Linked DNA regions of Gossypium hirsutum: region 1 is linked to region 2. The links are chromatin contacts, called in public Hi-C maps. All regions are on one chromosome and are shown on one strand. The core of a region is the stretch at or near the end of the contact, and the rest is flanking DNA. Distances in the headings are between cores, read along the strand shown. Region 1 overlaps LOC107901585 (reticulon-like protein B21). Region 2 has its middle 7.8 kb from the start of LOC121230621.

What was found. A called contact is a pair of places that touch in the nucleus more often than the background predicts.
Region 1: a contact with region 2 is called in a Hi-C map of leaf, with 4 times the contacts expected there. The contact joins two enhancer-like sites. A contact is called at or near these places in 18 of 34 Hi-C or Micro-C datasets (anther, callus, fibers and 4 more).

Annotation. Positions count from the first base shown.
Region 1 is chrA06:36,306,582-36,309,281 of Gossypium_hirsutum_v2.1, forward strand. It overlaps LOC107901585 (reticulon-like protein B21), which reads right to left. Exons shown (of 9, transcript XM_016827641.2): 8 at 2,222-2,344; 9 at 1,165-1,455. The coding sequence ends at 1,262. Among protein-coding and RNA genes, the nearest start is that of LOC107901585, 14 kb to the right of the region's middle. Within about 2 kb of position 1,325, at least 4 of the 9 cell types and tissues checked have an H3K27ac peak or open chromatin away from gene starts, as enhancers often do. A contact at or near this core is called in hypocotyl and leaf, where this site is marked.
Region 2 is chrA06:36,166,379-36,169,078 of Gossypium_hirsutum_v2.1, forward strand. No RefSeq gene overlaps it. Among protein-coding and RNA genes, the nearest start is that of LOC121230621, 7.8 kb to the left of the region's middle. Within about 2 kb of position 1,278, at least 2 of the 9 cell types and tissues checked have an H3K27ac peak or open chromatin away from gene starts, as enhancers often do. A contact at or near this core is called in hypocotyl and leaf, where this site is marked.

The DNA of each region.
Region 1 (2,700 bases), core at 75-2,574, 140 kb after region 2:
TAATAATAATTGTTTTTATAGATAAATGCTGAAAACCATTGTGATGACAAGCTCAATCACCTTAATCAGTACACTATGGGCAAAAGAATGATGAAAGAAGCCTAATTAAGTAGGTAAATATCTCAATCATGCATGCATATATATAAATGTCAACTATGTATGATTATATTAATTTGAAATAGGTTAAATTTTGTTTTTAATCCTTTTATGTTTAAATTTGAAATTTAATCTTTATCTAGTTTTATGATGTAATTAATTACTCCAAAGTATTTAACTAAAAACATAGATTTTTCTTTGAAACATCTGTCCAATACCAAACATTTTAGCATGATAAATGAGAAAGGTGTTTTAAGAAAAATTTATGTTCACATTAATTAAAATAGTTAATTTTGTTAACTACTTAGATTAATCTATGGAATTATAAAAATAGTACTAATTATGCTAAATTAAAATATAGGGATACTAACAAGTGTTGGGGTTGTGGTCATTGCACTTCCAATTTCATGAACTTAGGTTCAAACTCTAAAAGTGACGCTTTTGGAAGTGGCAATAGTAAATCCTAAAAGGATTAGTTTTCATGGATTGTAAATTGGGCATAAAAGATACCTTGGTCAAACCAAAAAAATAAAAGGACAAGTATAAAATCTAAATATGAGCATAGTAGAGGGACCAAACCTAAATTTGACCTTTAAAGCAATATTTTTGCTTGGATTTCTTAGGGGACATGGCAGAAGCTCATTTGACATACTAAACAACAGTTGTTTCAGATGAGACAAAGTAGTCCATTTTTGTGTTGAATTTCTTGATGATTCATCTAATAAATTCAGAAACTTGAATTCCAATTACTTCTTATGTGAATGTATCTCATATGAGGATAATTACAATAAAAGATGTTTTGAGGTCATCTTGTTTTCCAAATATCACAAATATATGAAAATTTTACACATGGATATTTTATTGATATAATATATTGTCTTCTAATTTAAAGGTGGGAATGAATTATGGATAAAAGTAAATTTATATAAGAAAAATACAATTTAAATCTCATTAAATTAATATTTTTTAATTTTTTAATTTTAGGGATATAATATAATTTGCCAAAACCCCTACCTGCATACACTTGTTAGCTAGTAAAGTAACTTAAACCAAAACAAAAGAGAAAAGTTACTATCACTATAAAACTTTATATATCAAAAAAATGAAGTGAAGCAAAGAAGAAAGTGTCCAAAACATGTTGTGACGTGTGATATATATATATATATTAGGATCTTTTCTTTAATTTATTTGGTAGCATTTTAGATGGCCCAACAACACCATGTCTTAGTCTTTTTTCCATTGGATTTGGTGGTGCTTGGTATGATTCTCCATTGGTATGCCCAGTTTCAGCCTCCACCCAATCCTCCTCGCCCACCATTTTTTGTTGATAGTATCGGAAGGCCACAAATAGCATGAAAGCTACACAATTTTAAATAATAATTATCAACTCAAGCTCAAACACGAACATTATAATACTCAATTTAAAAGGATTGATAATCTAATTGATCTTTTCATTATAATATATTTTTATATTATGAAAAATTACATGTTTATCGTTATTTTATAGAAAGAGCTTAAGTAGGAACAAGATCGAGTTTGTATACAAATAAGTTTAATCATATTCGAGCTCAAAATTAAATATGAAAATTGATAAATTAACTTAATCAAACTTAAATTTGAGCAGCTCGATCTGAGGTTGAAATTAAAAATTAAGTTCAAATTTTACGTTGACCTCGAACTTACCAATATTTGAGCATAGCTCAACTCAATTATGTTGTTAGTTTTAGAGATTAGTTAAAAAAAAGTGGTGTGAAATTATAGTTTTTGTCTTTATATTAAATTTGAAGATTTAGCCACATAATTTAATTTTTTACCATTATTAATATTATTCCTTAATCTAAACCATTAACATCTTCACCAAAATTCCTTATCAAGTTTGATTTCGATTTTTTAAAATTAAAAAACTGCATTCCAAATCATATATTAGCGATTTAGACTTTTGAATTTTGGATTTTTAAAGAAAATCCTATAAACCAATTACCAGAAATTTTTAATGGTATTAGCGATTTAGACTAAGGCATAACATTAATGGTAGTAGAAAGATCAAATTATGCTAAATTAAGTATAGTATAGGGACAAAAACTACAAATAGACCAAAACAGTGAAGTTGTGTCAATTTGCTTACCAGCCCAAATGCGAGCAACAATTGAAGATAGGTTCCAAACCAGGGTGAAGATGGCCACTCCCACTGCTTTTTTATGTGTGCATGTCTCCCATGCATCTTCAATGCGTCCAATCCAAAATTTTCCTTCATATTTCACATAAATTTTTTAAATAATAATAATGAGATTATTTTGAATTTTATATTAAAAATAATTCAAATATGGTTTAGGTCCTTCTACTATGTTTAAAGTTGACATTTAGTCCTTGTAATTCTCAGCACAATGAGTTGGAAAGAGGCTTTTAGGGGGGGGGAATCCATGTCAACAGTTAACCGTGTTAACTATTTGGACTAACTAACGACATTATAAAAATTGAGAGACTAAAATTATCCAAATGAGAGTATAAGGACTAAATCCAAAATTTAAGTATTGTAGGGGGACAAACTATAATGGTCAAATAAGAATAGATGACATATTAAATAATAAATAGTTAGTTCAAGCC
Region 2 (2,700 bases), core at 28-2,527:
TAACTACTGTTATGATATATATATCATGAAATTTAATGCCATGCCTGCATATGTTCAAACATGGTATTACATGACAGATAGATTCATAGATTTCATCTTTAAAAAAAAAAATTCTATTCATTTTACATGATAAAATTAAATATTGAAAAAAATAAACAGTTGAAAATTTAATTATTAAATTTATTTGATATATTATTTAAGATAAATTATTGAATATAATTAGATTATTTGATAAATATATATTTTAAATTTTAAAAACATACTCTACATTTTATCTTTAGTTTTTAAATATTTCACTTTATTCTAAATAAAATCTTAAATTAAATTTTTTTATAATATAATAATATTAAAATAAATAAAATAAATTTTATCTACTCATTATTTTTATTTTTTTATAGAAAAAATTATCAAATTATTTTAATTTTAGATTCTCAAACATGCATAACCATTGAAAATCCTTAGTGGGTCATCACATCTTTAGGCCCATGTTTACATGGAGCTTGACCAACTATTAAGAATAAGGTTCATAGGGGTATACAAATACAATGAGTGGATTGGGTTTAAAAAACCGAAAACTTGTTTAACTCACCTCTCCTGAATAATAACCGATTTTAGGGGGAGAAAAAAAAAAGTATGGTTACAGAAATTGATATTAATATTATTATCTGTATAGGAAAATATGGATTAAAGTGTAATGTTGAGACACATTTATCTTTTTATTTAAAGTTAAAAGTAAAGTTAAAAGTTAGAAAGAATTATGGGTAATTTTCGTTAAAAAAAAATCTTTTTTTTCCAACAGAAGACTTGTATGCAAGTGGGGCGGCTTTGACTTCGGCTTCGGCCTTTGTTTTTGCAAGCGTTGGACAATGCAGTGCAGGCTTCTATCTGCTACAAAATAAAATCAACACCAAAACACTGCTAGTAATGGGGTACTGCTGTACCCTTCTCAGTGCCTAGATAGCTATAGTTTTCTTTCTCTCTTAAAATGCGTGCATGTCGTCAGAATGAGTGTAATATCAAATATGGAAATAGTTTTAGAAGGTAGCAGCGGGTTTCATCAAATACCAACTTTTGCAGTCTGCTGATCCAGAAAAAAACCCTTCCCTTTTTTGGTTTTAAATGAACTTGATTGATCATTAATTGATTTTTTTTAAAGCCTTATTCGACCCTTTCAACCTAAATAAACTGAAATTTCAAAATACATTATTGACCCAACGAGGCATTTAAATGGCTGGTCATGCAAGGATTCCATCAGGGCTTACAATTGGTGGTAAGGGGAGTGCTTATTGGAATTGGGCTGCTGCTCACATAATGCATTCATATTGGACGTGTTATTGTTTGTATTGAAAAGGGAGGTCACAATCTTAAAAAACACATATCTGAGTTTGATACATATCATGCAATTCACCAATAAATAATGGAATAGTTGATAAATCTTTTAAGAAAATTAGAAATTAATGGTTCATATATTTTCGAGTTATCTTTTCAGTCCAATAAAATTTTATAAAATAATATCTATTAACTCTTAATTCAAAATTTGGTCCTCCTCACCTACCCAGGTTTTATTATAAAGTTAACATGATTTTTACCTTGAAAATGCGGTAAGTAAAGCATTCAGTATCAGTGGGGTTTAGCTTTAACTTTACTTTGTTGATTTCCAAGGATTCTGGTAATCAATTTATGTGCAAATATTCTTTTACACAGCACTTACCAGTTGGCATTATGAGGAAACAAACTTGTTTTGGTTTATGCTGTTTTTCATTGTTCAAATTTTGTTATGTGGTTACATTGATTGGTGGCTCCTTCATATTAGACAGTAGGCAATTTTCCCTGTGTTGGAATTTGAACACCAAGTTGCAGTTATATTAACACTTGATTTTGAAGTAGATATAAATGATCAAAGATGGGATCATGAACTGATTTAGCATGAATAATTAAAGACACATACATCATAATGAAAACCTACATCATCATCATCATATGTAAGTCCCTAAAGTAGCCACATTTCCCACTTTTCTTATAACCTTTTGAAGTCACCATTGCCTCTCCTTTGTTCATATCTTTGTCTTGTTTTTTTGGTTCTCAGCTTTGAGAATATAGTATTTACATAAACGATGTCTTTATGCTTCAAAAGGAAACATTGGCTGTACTAGAACTAGACAAGTCCTTTATATGTATTTATCATATTTCAGTTTATTGTTGTAGTAATGGGGGAGGGGGGGTTGATGCTAACGACTGTTGCTTATCCAAATGAATCCGATGTCGAGATAAGTTGGATCTCTAAATGAAAAGTAAAGTTTTTTCAATGTTATTTTCTCCATTCACAAGACTTAAACACAAAACCCTATTTAAGAGACATTGAAATTCATATTACTCAATTCAATCCAAAATGCATACAGATTGTTGACAAATTAAACACATTTATCAAAAAAGTTATTAGGTAAAAATGGTTATATTTATGCACAAACACACACAAATGTATATATATGATCATATATATTGTATCTCAAACAATATAAGAGTTCTAGTTGTGACATTGGTGATTGATGGAGGGTGACAATAATATCATGGTTATAACGTTGGTGTTAGAAGTGTTAATAAAAGAGACTCAACCTCTATTCAAAAAGATTATTGACAAATTTATGTATCGATATTATATATTTTTTAAAGTACAAATTAATTTGATGGAATCCTTTTTAA